Regions from separate parts of the Mus musculus genome. Here all the other regions are linked to region 1. A link is a contact called in public Hi-C and HiChIP or PLAC-seq data. All regions are on one chromosome and are shown on one strand. The core of a region is the stretch at or near the end of the contact, and the rest is flanking DNA. Distances in the headings are between cores, read along the strand shown.

Evidence for each region. HiChIP or PLAC-seq counts read pairs in DNA pulled down with a chosen protein or histone mark. Hi-C and Micro-C count contacts between places; a contact is called where the count stands out from the background.
Region 2: a contact with region 1 is called in a Hi-C map of CD8 T cells, with 3 times the contacts expected there. The contact joins the enhancer-like site here to the promoter of Il21r in region 1. A contact is called at or near these places in 25 of 39 promoter capture datasets (the 3T3-L1 cell line, 3T3-L1-derived adipocytes, the C10 cell line and 16 more), 2 of 15 datasets of contacts at CTCF or cohesin (CD8 T cells and large pre-B cells), 21 of 484 Hi-C or Micro-C datasets (B cells, CD4 T cells, CD8 T cells and 8 more), 19 of 115 datasets of contacts at active chromatin or transcription factors (the 230-238 cell line, CD8 T cells, the HPC-7 cell line and 12 more) and 4 of 9 other capture datasets (adipose tissue, liver, macrophages and 1 more).
Region 3: a CTCF HiChIP or PLAC-seq map of CD8 T cells shows a contact between it and region 1, with 9 read pairs. The contact joins the enhancer-like site here to the promoter of Il21r in region 1. A contact is called at or near these places in 19 of 39 promoter capture datasets (the 3T3-L1 cell line, 3T3-L1-derived adipocytes, the C10 cell line and 14 more), 1 of 15 datasets of contacts at CTCF or cohesin (CD8 T cells), 6 of 484 Hi-C or Micro-C datasets (the G1E-ER4 cell line, cerebellar granule neurons, embryonic stem cells and 1 more), 8 of 115 datasets of contacts at active chromatin or transcription factors (the 230-238 cell line, CD8 T cells, T-cell acute lymphoblastic leukemia and 4 more) and 2 of 9 other capture datasets (adipose tissue and liver).

The regions. Positions count from the first base shown.
Region 1 is chr7:125,600,789-125,605,214 of GRCm38.p6, reverse strand. It overlaps Il21r (interleukin 21 receptor), which reads right to left and starts at 1,786. Exons shown (of 9, transcript NM_021887.2): 1 at 1,363-1,786.
Region 2 is chr7:125,471,807-125,475,975 of GRCm38.p6, reverse strand. Nsmce1 (NSE1 homolog, SMC5-SMC6 complex component) reads left to right here. Exons shown (of 8, transcript NM_026330.4): 3 at 3,747-3,868; 4 at 4,024-4,101. Among named protein-coding and RNA genes, the nearest start is that of Nsmce1, 18 kb to the left of the region's middle. Within about 2 kb of position 1,270, at least 55 of the 459 cell types and tissues checked have an H3K27ac peak or open chromatin away from gene starts, as enhancers often do. A contact at or near this core is called in B cells, CD8 T cells, Th1 cells and 3 more, where this site is marked.
Region 3 is chr7:125,420,896-125,425,237 of GRCm38.p6, reverse strand. The region is part of intron 1 of Gm30717 (a long non-coding RNA gene); the gene reads left to right. Among named protein-coding and RNA genes, the nearest start is that of Gm30717, 5.8 kb to the left of the region's middle. Within about 2 kb of position 2,082, at least 33 of the 459 cell types and tissues checked have an H3K27ac peak or open chromatin away from gene starts, as enhancers often do. A contact at or near this core is called in CD8 T cells, the G1E-ER4 cell line, the HPC-7 cell line and 1 more, where this site is marked.

The DNA.
Region 1 (4,426 bases), core at 537-3,036:
ACTGAAGAGTGGACACCGGGCCCTAGGGCAGGGCTACTGCAGAAAACACCCCACTGTGGGGATCACGTGGCTAAGTGCTGTCTGAGAAATGTCCTTAGACAATGTTCCAAGGCTGTGAGTTTTCCTATGGGACGGCATCCTGCCATATAGACTGGGTTCCAATTTCTGTTCTGACTCTCTTCATCACTCTTAACCAAAAGGCAGGTTTGTCCCCCACAGGGTCCACCCAGTATTGACATCTATGCACCGAGCTGCATGGGGCCATTGGCCTCACCTGGACTCTGAGGGTTCTGGGAGGTCCCCAAGTTCTCACAATTCACGACAGATAGGGCTGTTCTAGCCTTCCCTGTATTCTTGGTGGCTCTCAGTGGTTAGCCCTTCTCCTCCATGGGGCAGGGTACCTGGGTGTAGGAGCCCCTGAAGTCAATCTTGACATTCTGATGTCCTGGAGTTCTCATAAACAGCCTCACAAAGATAGAGCCACCTTGATCCCCATTTTACAGATGGAGAAAGTGAGGACCCAGGAGGCTCAAAGAAGCAGAGAGGCTTGCCCTGGTTCGCTGCTAGACTCGGAAATGCTACCATGTGCTCTAACTGCCTCAGAGAGCACAGACATTCTCTTAGGAACTACTCGTGACCCTCTAATGCATCTATGACCTGCTCTGGTCCTCTTGACACGTCCTAAGCACAGACATTATTTCCTATGCTATTAACCCATGTGCCGCCTTCTCCTATTCTGTTCTCTAGACTAGACTTCCAACAACCTCCGGGCTCCCCTCTCTTCTCATGGAAGAGGTGTTACCTCTTATCATCTGACCCAGGCCCTGGATTTGGGTGGTGACACCTGGTTGGACTGCCCACCTTGCCATATCATGACAAGACCCATAAGGAATGTCACTCTTCCCCTGTGGAGTCAGATTTCCTTCTCTGTGAAGTAGGCACCCCACCTGCCTGGAAGGATAGATGGAGTTAAAGTAATAAACTATACTGGCCGGTAGTACCTGATTTCCTCCCTACAAAACGGCCCCCTGGAAGCTTCCCAATGCCCCTGGCTACTGCCTATCACTGCCTGGCAGACTGTCTACCATCCAGAGTCTCTCTTTTTTTTTCTCCTCACCACTTCTTGCAGGCAGTTTTGCATAGGCAAGGGATTATGCTAGCCATGCTCCTGCCTCCATAACCCTCCAACATTCAGCAAGGGCATTCCTAGTCATTTTTAGTCAGTTGAACAAGGAACTCCAGCCCTGACTCTGCCCACACTAACTGCGTAGTGTTCTTTGCCTGTGTCCCACCACAGTGTTATGCAAAAGACAGAAAAAAGGCCCCCAGACTCAGGGAGAACAAGAACTAGAGTCTACTTACCTACTCCTTCAGGGTCTTTCTCAGAAAGCCATTCTTTAGGCTGGGGCACTTGGGTGGTCTCCTGGGCGTGGGAGTCACAGCGGGACTCGGAGTGGTGGTGGTGGGAGGTGAAGGTTTGAGGTGGGCAGGAGTTCAGTCAGGTGCAAGTCCAGAATCAGGGGAGTCACTGCTGAGATAGTCCTGAGGCTGAGGACCAGCCGGGCATCTGGGCAGAGCCTACACAGAGGAAGACAGTAGGGCTGGGGCAGCCAGACAGAGACAGGGCACGCCTGGGGCACGGGCTGAGGCCAGTTGGCTGCCCCAGGGATGGGCAGACTTGCGGTCAGACAAGCAAGTGACCGTGAGGCACACCACAGGAGAAGTGGGCAGACAGCTGTGTGCGACTGAAACACAGGGCCACCAGCGGAGGCTTCGGTGTCTATCTGAGGCCAGGCAAGGGGTGGGGAGGGGATGTGGTAAACAGTGCCCCGCCCAACCCAGCCAGATCCTCCAGAAGGGGCAAGAAAAACTAAGATGCCTGCAAGCAGGCACCCACGGCTCCCCAAAGGTCACCCTTAACACGATATTTGGGGTCTGACATCTTGCAGACAGATGACATCATCCCAAAGGCCTCACAGTCGTGTCCCAAGAGGCAGGCAGTGAAGTGGGACTTGCCACTTCTTGAAGATGTAGAAACCGAGACAGAGATGTGACAGTAGCACATCCCACCTGAAGCCCTTGGTATTTACCCTGAGCCCCTCAGCACAGATGGGACAGACTGAAGGTGGACGCCTACCTCATGACTGCTCTTTTACAGGTGTCTAACTGGTCCATTTTGTCTGTCCCTTGCCTGCCCCAGGGTCCTGATTCAGAATGACCCAGACACTCAGACTTTCTGCCTTAAGCACTGCTCATGACCATCCATTCCCCAGTCCCCAGCCTCAGCATTGTGGGAAGGAGGACATGCGCTGCTACCCTGGAGGAGAGAACCCTGCTGCTCCTGAGAGCCTTGCTGTGCCCCTTGTCCAGCCAGGAGGGCAAGGCAGCCACACACAGATAGAAATCCAAACAAATAGAGAAAATAAACTCTTTCTTTCTTTCTTTCTTTCTTTCTTTCTTTCTTTCTTTCTTTCTTTCTTTCTGTCTGTCTGTCTGTCTGTCTGTCTTTCTTTCTTTCTTTCTTTTTTTCTTTCTCTCTCTCTCTTTCTTTCTTTCTTTCCTCCCTTCTTTCTCTCTCTTCCTTCCTTTCTCCTCCCTCCCTCCCTTCCTTCCTTCCTTCCTTCCTTCCTTCCTTCCTTCCTTCCTTCCTTCCTTCCTCATAAAAAGGGCTTTATTATTGAAAGTTCAAATTAATTCTAAACAGTGAGGTTTCCATTCATTTTCTGACCATGCTGAGGCTATCACCATTCCTGTCAAACCATGGGTGACCTCCTGCCTCTGCCTCTTCCCTCGACAGTCCAAGGGTGGTCCCCATAGTTTAGGGCAGCTTTTAGAATCCCTTAAAATCTGCCTCCGAGACTCATCTCTTCAGAACTCACAAGCAGGTTCATAAGATCATGTCTATCCTGTGCAAACCGACACTCTAGCCGTCACTCAGACCTCATGCCTGCACCCGTGAGGCCAATGTTTAGTCAACCTTTGAGGCGAAACAACTTGTTGAAGACTCCATTGATGAGCAGTGAACTAGTCCAATCCCGTGCTCTGCCCAGGACCACTCTTGAGACAGTGCGTAGGTTCTCCTGCAGCTGTAGCATTTACCTTCTCAAGGTACTCCCACAGACCTAAAAGCAAGCTTTGTCTATGTTTCAACAATTTAAGCATAACATGAGCAGCAAGCCCTCATCCATGGTCAGCACAGGAGACGGCCAGTCCCATGAGTTCCTCCGATCATCAAATTGCTCACTTCCCACTTCTGGAGAGGGCATGACTTCAGTGCCCTTCCTGTCACGAACCTTCTAAGACTTCTACAGGGCTTACACATCTCCCAGCTGGGGACCCAGGGGAGAGACTTTCCCTTTGCCAGCCTCAGAGTCCTCTGCCCTGGGAGAAAAGGTAGGGGCTAAGAGGGATCCACAGCTGCTCTTGGGAACCAGGAAAGCATGGAGTCAGTGAGTGCTCCCATTCCTGAAACACAGCGCAGCTGGTGTGTGCACAGCAGTCCTCTCTGACCCGTGCAGTAGAAAAGAAACTCTTAAGACTGTTTTTTTGTTTTGTTTTTGTTTTTGTTTTTGTCTTGAAGCAAGTGAGAGGTACAGAAAAGGGGTGACAAATAGACTTTTGGAAGCCAGAAGACAAAAGCCAGGCAGCTCCTGCCCAGCAGCCCCAGAGAGAGGAAGTCAGAGCCATCTCCTTCTCACATTGCTCAGGTGCTCCGATGGCACTTGCCCACAGACCCTGAGTGACAGACAAGCCTGTTCCCATTTCACAGATGAAGAGATTGAGGCTCAGGGGAGCAAACTAGCTCCTGGGCTATGAGGCATTAGAGCTGATATTTGAACCTAAGAGGAGTGAGGTCAGACCAGAGTTGTTTGAGCTGTCTCCATGGTCGTGATGGGCTCAGATGTACACGCCGGCCGCCTTCGCCCTGACCAGTGTTTTCTGACCAGTGTTTTTGGAAAGGCTTGGGAGCAGCCCACATGACTGACTGGTTTAAGAGAAAGCCTCCCATTTTTTGTGGCTGTCTGGATCTTTCCTTTTCAAAGCTGTGTTTGGGGAACTTCCTACAGGGTCCCTCATGGTTGATCCATGAGTGTCTGCCCTGCAGACTGGTGGCTGTTGGTGTCTGCTCCAGGCTTGCCTGAGACCTCAGGATGAAGCTGGCTTTTCTTTCTCCTCCCCTGCCCTCTGCTCCGCTTTCCTTCCCACCAGCTCCCCACCCCCAACCGTCCTTCCTCCTGCTTTTTCCCCTTTATCTGATTTCCTTTCTTTTTCTCCTCTCTTGGTCTTCACAGTGAACCTTCTAAGGTCTTTCTTAGCCTGGAGTTTAAGAAAGCTCAAAGGCAGGATGGCAGAGGAGAAGTTGCTGATCTGCAGAGTTCCTGGTGTCAGTGAACTGTGCTGTCACAGAGACACTCGCCCCCTCCTC
Region 2 (4,169 bases), core at 21-2,520, 130 kb after region 1:
GTGACTGAAGTACTGTGACAGCTCTGGGTTGTGCTGGGGGAAGGCTGTCAGCTTTTCTCTGCTGAGGGTGGATGGCTTCTTGCCTGCGCTGAGGATCTGGAGTTTGGCAGCCCAGCTCCATGTCCAAGTTAGGGAAACTCTGAGACTTGTTTACTCTCTTTAGGCAGCCAGTGTAGGAGGGGGACATTAGGAATGCACCTGGCAGGGTGGTTGCAATGACAAATGCATCACACCAGTACCCAGTGTGTCCAGCAGGCTGCACGATGCATTAATTACAGTCTCATGATCACAGCCTGGAAGAAAAGCAGGTGCCTGCATGACAAGGAGACAGCCCCGGGGTCAGCCCAGAGCCTGCTCACCTTGTGGCTGAGCAGACCACACTTCATACTGCCAGCTGCAGGCTGCTGCTGTTGGGGAAAGCAGTCTCTGATGGGCTTGCATGACCCTCGATGTTGGAAGTGTGTGCCATTTTCTCAGTAGGTTCAGGATTCTGAAGAGAGGTTGGCGTGAGTAATGGTAATTAACTCTTAAATCTTTCACAGTAGGATTTCATGCCTGGAAATACTTGCCTTTGAGTCACATGGCACAGTTCGGGGCATGTGTAGCTCTGCAGGTTTGCAAACTGTCGCTTTTTGGCCAAGACCTCCTGGAGCAATAAAGGCAGAACAATGACCTTGATGCTGAGTGGTAGCACAAGAGAGACCCCAGAGCTGGCCAGCTTAGCATGGAGTGGGCTGGGAAGCTTCTGGAAGGACATGGGGCTGCTTGGCACCTGGAGCCAGGCTTGGGATTCCTGGGTGGGTGTCCAGACATGGCAATTGGTGACCACCATGAGGTTACTGCTTGAGAACTCTGGAGGGCAGTACTGGAAACTCTGGCTGGCTTGTCAGGGCCAAGCCTGGCCAGGAGGCTGTGAAGATTAGAGGGCACCACGGAGAGCTGTGCAGGCCATCTGGAGTGACTAAGAGAGGCTTTGAGGTCAAAAGTTACGTTGGCTCTCAGGGATGAAAGGGAAGACGAGCTCACAGAGAAGCGGGTCTTTGCTGCTGGCCCTGTTGCTACCAAATAGCAAAGCAAATCGGAGATAGTGAAGGTGTGGGGACCTGTTGAGCACGAGGTCATTGGTGGAGGCAGCCACATGAATGTGGCCTTCCTGGGGGATTGTGTGAAAAGAGGGTTGCTCGCATCCCACCCCCAGAGGACTCGGAAAGTACAGTATAAAAGAGAGTGCCTTTGATCTGCCCACAGAGAGCAGTTTTCTGAATGATACTTTGAGGTACCTCTTTGGTGGAAAATATGAATTGTCCCTTTCAGAGGGAGGTGAGACTGGTTTGAACCTGTTCACAAAGGATCTTGTCATTTACCCAGTGAGAGGTAGTGATACTGAAGAAATTCAAAGTATTAAAACTAGTGTTATAAATGACTCAATAATAGATTTGCTTTGGAGAACTCAAGTCACACAAGTGGAATTTAGCTAAAGGAACACTGCCTCCAAAATATTCCAGAGATAAGTGGTCTGCTAAACAGGCCCGCTGCAATAGGGGCAGTTGAGAATCCTAGGATGTAAATGTTTGCTTCGCAGGAGTGACCAGCCTTTAGGTTCCAGTCCCATAACAAAGGAGACATTACTGACTTAGAACCAGCCTTTAGGCCCATTCCCAAAGACATACCTCTAACGGCAGCTCAAAGAGGGCAGTGCAGGATCACAACCATCAGTAGTCCTGCCTGCCAGGTGGGCAAGTGGACCTAGGTAACAACTATTCGAAAAGACCAGCACTGATGTACATAAGAGAGAGTTTTGGCAGTGTCTTTGCTGTGTAAGTCTCCCATCTGCCCAAGAGGACAGACTTGTAGTCTCTACCTGTCTCTCTATAAATTGTTCTAAGTATGACTTGGGGCTGGGACCTAAAAGTGATTTTATTAAAGAGGTCAGCTATGTAAAGTGCACAAGCCTGGGGTATAGAAGTTCATCTGTTCAGGGCCAGTTCCTCCTTGGGCATTAGCCAGCGCCGGACACATCCTCCTTCCTTCCTGAGTGTGTAAAGTGATTCCTCCCTGGGAAGCCATGTTGTTTCTATTACAGTGGCTCTTGAGCACCTGAGTCCCTTGTCAGAATTAGTATCAGTCTTTCAAAGTTGGTACCTGGGACGAGAAGGGGTCCTCACCGTGTGTCAGCCATCTTACATGCCCAGCAGAGTGTGTCATGGGAAAGGCCCCTTTGCATCGGCTCTGGTGTCAGGGGGCCGCAGTGGGAGGTGCGAATGTCAGCTCTGAGTCCTGGCTTCCTCCTCCCGCATCATTGTTTTCCACTTAATAGCTGATACTGATTTTTCATTTAACTTGGATTTATTAAACAAAGGGACAAAGAGCCACTGCAGCACATGTATGTTGCTATTACTGTGAACCCATGAGTCTGGGTCTTTGTTTGCCCTTAATGTTGCATGTCTTCCCCTGCTACCAATATTACCTTTTGTCTTTTAAGCTGGCTTTATTTTTGTTACACAGTGTTAGAAATGCCCACTTTCTGTAGGAAGTGAGACTGACCCTTTAGATGAGTCTTCTTTCTAGTGCAAGCCTTAGTAAGCTTAGTAACATAAATGGTGGCATGGTGTCTGTTTCTGTTTTTGTTTTTCCTGCAGTTTTTTTCTCAGTGGTTCTGTTTTTTGTTTTTTTTTCTTTATTTAAAATTTTTTTTTGCTTGTTTTTTTTTTGTTTTGTTTTGTTTTTTTTCATGACAGGGTTTCTCTGTGTCGCCCTGGCTGTCCCTAAACTCAGTCTGCAGACCAGGCTGCCTGTTAAACTCTGAGGCCTACCTGTGCCTCCCGAGTGCTGGCGTTAAAAGGCGTGAGCTACCACTGCTGGGCTTCCCAAAGTAACTCTAAAGTATAAATCCTTTGACATTATTTTAATAAGTGAAAACAGGTATACTCTGGTCTTGAAAGTATCACACTGCAGATCGGTAATTCTAGTGTATGAAGCTGGCCGTATGCCTTCACTGTGTTAGAGCAGGTTCTGTAGCCGACAGAGGGGCTGACTCTCCAAGCTGGGATGTGTAACACATGCCCTCTCCCTTTGCATCCTTTCCTGGTCTTTCTCACCAGCTGTTAGTATCTGTTCACCCAAGCCCCCTGCTTCTGGACCTTTTCCCCTCCTCAGACTCATGGCTCTCAAAAAGGTCCCTGTTGGTGGCCTCCTGATGGCTGGTGGCCTCCTGATGGTGGCATAGCAGGAGCTTCCGCTAGAGCCAGGCTCCCACAGTTCACACCGTCTCTGCCTGTGCTCAGAGCTGCCAGGGCCCGAGAAGGGCCAGTGGGAGGACACTTGGGCAATAGCTGCTTGGATTATGCTTAGAACAGGGCCTCTTCTGCTGTGAGTGCCTCACTTACCCTGTTGTGGCTCAGGCCTGGGCTGGCCCAAGGCCTTCAGATGTGTCCTGGCTAGCTTTCTAGGAGGAGGGAGCTGTGGAGGGCCACTGGTGCAGCATGAAGCCTTGGGGAAGAGGAAGGAAGGCTACTGTCTCAGTGGTCTGAGATAACAATCTTGTCCGCCTTTCTGCCTCACTACACCATCTGTCTCAGCTTATCTTTGAGCACTCCGGGAAGAAAGAAACCACAATATTGGCATTGGCCCAAGAAAGCCAAAACATTTCTGTTGGGGCTGCTAGTGTGGTCAGGGGCCAGAGATTGAAACAGGCTGTGTGTGCTTTTTCGACGAATCCACTCCCATCCCTGCCTGCTTATTTCCAGGAAATGCGACTGTAGATAAGCTGGAGGACTTCATCAACAACATCAACAGTGTCCTGGAGTCTCTGTATATTGAGATAAAGAAAGGAGTCACGGAAGATGATGGGAGACCCATTTATGCACTGGTATGCGAGGCAGCGCCCTCTAGTGGCATTTTGAGAAACTGGCTCAGAGGGCTCTGCAGTGGCTCGTGCGGGACCCATGCTTCTGAGAGAGGGGTGAGAAAGTGATCAGCTTTGTGGTGGACACGTGGCCTGATCCTTATGTGGTTTATTTTTAGGTGAATCTTGCTACAACTTCAGTTTCCAAAATGGCTACGGATTTTGCAGAGAACGAGCTGGATCTGTTTAGAAAGGCTGTGAGTACAGTACTCATTGCTACCATATGCAGCGTTTCTAACGGGAGGAAATAGAAACGGCAATTGTG
Region 3 (4,342 bases), core at 833-3,332, 180 kb after region 1:
CACACAACCTGATATTTTGTGGAGACTTTTCTTTCCCTTTTCTTCACTTAAAGACTCTCTGTGAACCCCTGTAACCACGGGTAGCTAGAAGTGCTTCCAGGCAGACTTTCCTCCTCCAGTGTCCCCAGGATTAGGTGCTTCTGTTTGTCTTGAGTGGCCTAAGAGAGAGTCCAGCAGGCTGAGAGACTGGGCTAGGCAGCTCAGAGTCCTTATACATGACAGGCTTCCGGCACGTGCCAACAGACGATGCTCTCCGTGTTCTCAAGCCTCTTAAAGGCGGACACTGTAACCCATACTGAGGAGGAGGACCACGATTCACGCTCAGCACCTGCTGTGGATCACACATGGAATGCTCTCCACAAGCTCACGTGGTGGCCACTTGGTCTCCAATCAGTGCTGTTCTTTTGGGAGGCTCTGGAAACTTTAGAATATGGAACCTAGCTGGAGGAAATGGGTCACCAGGGGTGGGCCATTAGGCATATATTATCTCTGGCTACTTCCTTTCTTATTCTCTACTTCCTGTCAACCATGTTGGAGAACTAACTGCACTCTCCGGAGCCTGCCATAGCTACTACCTCTTGGGAAACCGGGAGGGGCGGAGAGAAAAGGGAGGGAGAAGAACAAAGAAGATGGCAGGGGATGATGGGAGCCCTGCCAGTGAGCCGAGCGCCCCCACCGTACCTTCTCTGCTATGATGGTCCAAACCCTCCGAAACTATGAGCCAAAAAAAAAAAAATCCTTTTTCCTTCAATAACCAGCTTCTGTTGGGTATTTGGTCATAGCAATGAGAAAGATGAACAATAGTCCCTCTTACCTACTGTACACTGCAGGGAACTCCAGGTATCATTGCTTCACTCTTGCAAATATATGAGCCCGTCCATGCCCCACCCCGCCCCTGCTGCAGGACCCAGCTCCTACCCATTGCTCTTGTCCTCAGTCAGCCTCAGGGACACTGAGAGACTATCCCCTTCCCTCCCTCCTTTCCACATCTTGTGTCTGTCTTTGGTTACCTTGGTCCTGGAGAAGAGCAGAGAGGATGGCAGGGGATGGTGGGAGCCCTGCCAGTTAAAGGGGTTATGCTGCAGCGGTGAGGGGGGGGGAGGCTTTGGTCTTTGGAGGTTTGTTGGGGTGACTAGAGAACTAGCTGCACCCTAAGGAGGTTGGCAAAGAGGTAAGAGAGAGAAAGCAATGGCTCTCCCTGGCAAACAGAAACCCACTTTGCTCGGTTTCAGAGGAGTGCTGGTGCAGCCGGAACTGAGCCCGGACTGCCATCCTGGGGGTCGGGACCTGACAGTTATTATGTGTGAGTGATGTCATGGGATTATTATGGTATGTTACGTGATTTTTGGAACTTCATGAATTGTCTCTTGGCTTAAAGCTAAAGAGGAGAACATCTGCTTCTTATTGTTGGAAGACTGCTGTCTCTGGGGGAGTGGGTAGGGATTCTGAGGAAAACAGCTATTCTCATGGAATTCAGAGAGGAAAGAGGAGCCAGGGTCAGCGCCTGACCACAAATGGTAGTGGGTCTCATCCATTTCCAGAGCCTGGTAGGTGGGTTGGGCGTGTGTAGTCAGCTCTGTTCTGTCCTCTCCTCCCAACCTCCTACATCTCTACCCCTTACTGAGTTCTCATTTACTCTCTGCTTCTCTGTGTGACGTGAGCAACTTATTTCACTTTCTGTGTCTTGGTTTCCCCACCTGTAAAATAGAAAACAATAATGCCATCTAATTCTGTTGTACAGAGGGTCACATGAGCTCTGCCATGTCACCTGACCTGGAGCGACAGCTTGATGGCCAGGTCTTTCTTAGCAATCATGAAATTATTAAAACAGACACAGATGCTACTAATGATAACTAGGTTCTAAGATGATTCAGTGGTCGTGAGGTCTACTAGTGAGTTATTAATCTAGTGACTGCAGTTCCCATTTCCTGTGACTCTTACAGCCAGGCAGCACTTTTCCTGGAAGGGCTTGACAGAGGGAGTGGGATGACAGGTTCAAATCTGTTACTTTCTTGCTGTGTGACTTTGGGCCAGCCCCTTAACCTCTCTATACCTCAGAAGTTGTAAAATGGGAAGTCACATGACCATGTGCTTAGCAGGAGGTTAGGTTGAAGGAAATGTTTCCTGTTACACTATTATTCTATTAGGCAGTCAGGCAAACGTCGGCCCAGCAAATTCTAAGAGGATTCAGATATGTTGGGATCTGACAGAAAGTCTGGTGAGAAAGCAGGACCAGGAATAGGAAGAGAAGAGGGAAGATATTCAGGATACGGCCCTTTAAGAGGTCCTTCTGCTCAGTAGTGACCCTATGCACCTACAGAACTGAGAGCAAGGGCCTCCTTAAACCCACAGGCTGGGCAGTGCCTTCCTTGCTTCCCAGTTCTCTCCTTGGAAAGAAGCCACACCTATCCACTCCACAGTAGTGAGATGCTGAGTGCAGACTCCATGGCAGCCACCAGCAGCATAGAGATGGACAGTACAGCAGCATAGTGTGGGAGTCTGCAAAGAGAACGAAACACTGCCAGGCTCTGGACGTTTCTCTTTAAATTAAATTTTGTATAGTAATACTAGTAAGGCCGCTGGATGTGTGAGCTTTGGGGAGGGTCTAGTTACTTGTTGCTGGAACAATATATGTTATAGATTCGACATCCAAGAGGGAGGGTCAGCTTTGAATCATGGTTTCACGGTGTTTGGTCGTTGGGCATTTTGTGCTCAGCCAGAACATCACAGTGGTGGAATGTGTGGTGGTGGCCATTCTTCATGGCACTACAGGCAGGAAGTATAGGGCAGAAGGGCCTGTGCTCACCGAGGGTCCCCACCCTACCCTGCCCCGCATTTCACCTCCTAAAATACCCAGCATTTCACCTCCTAAAATACTCAGCCTCTCCCAAGACAGCGTTACCAGGGACCAAACAAAAGCCTAGGGATCAAGGACACTCACATCAGAGCACCACAGAGGGGGGATATAGCTGGACAAGACAAAGACACAGCTATGGTTTTTTTTGCAAAAGGGCCTTCTTAGATGTCAGCAGGAATAGACTCATTGTCCTTGAAGCTTGGGTTGTAGTCCATTGAACCTGAAACAGGCCTGCAACCATGCAGAGGAACCTTGGGACTGCCTGTCATCTTCCCAAGGGCAGGTGCTGATGGACATTATAGACCGTGGTGACCTTGTTGGCAAGCACTGACCAGCAACTTGCTGAGTGCCAGGCACAGCTCTCCCTAGTTTAACACACCCACCCATAGGTCTCATCCCCCCCCCCCCCCCCCCCCCCCGTTTAACAGATAAAGACATTGAAGCACAGAGAAACTTAGCAACTTCCTCCAGGCCTCACAGCCAGTAGTGACAGAAAGAGCCTTGGATTGTAGGCAAGAAGGACAAAAGTCTCTTTTAGGTTCTACCTTATAGCTTCAAATAAGGAATGGGAGAATGGTAGCCCCATGGACTGAAACCAAATCCTGGAGTGTCCATAAGATCACAGAGAGGAGAGGAGGGACTCTGGGAGCCACGGTGGCTACACTGATGGCTACACTGATGCGGGGAGCCATGGTGGCTGCACTGATAAGGGTGTTATTTGATTTAGAAATGTGAAGAGATTGGCAGGAGGAGCTACATTTTGAAGAGATTCTCGTGGCCTTCCTGTTGTCTTTTGAGACAATGTATCCAAGAAACTGGCATTTCCTCAGGAATCTCACCACCTGGAAAGGAAAAGGCTGAAGTTGATAGAGGCCTCAGTCTCTATCCGGAAGAGAGTCCACACAGTTCTGACAAACTTGTTAGGCCACCTAACTCTCACTTGCAGGAGAGCCTGGAGCCTGGACACTGATGGTCTGTGATGGGTGACCCCACCCTGGCGAGGACTGTTAGCCATGTATACCTCCTGCCTTCCCTTTGAACCTGGAAGATGAACTTAGGAGGTGACCTGATCTTGTTATTGTTTTAGTCCCTCTCCCCAGTGTGGCCATTTTCTTTCCTATTTACTGTCACCTGCTGTTGGTCTGCTGAGGTTGGGTGGTTGGGGCTAGCTTCAGCACTGCCATAGGCCCATGGCTTCAGCACTGCCATAGGCCCATGGCATCAGAAGCAGCATCGAATCTGCCCATTTCAGGTGTTGGTCAGTTCATGGTTAAGGCACCTTCAGGTCCAGGCCTAGTGAATCAGACCTCGTTTTTCAGCCTCAGTCTCTCTGTGCTCACTACTTTGAGTGACATCTCCCTCCAATCTGTCCTGTGCTTCAGCCAGAGGTGGAACCCATTCAACATGGAGTTTCCGCCAGCCAGGATTGAGGAGGAAGAGGAAGACGAGGGAGAGGTAAAGGAAGAGGGAGAGTAGGAGGAGGAG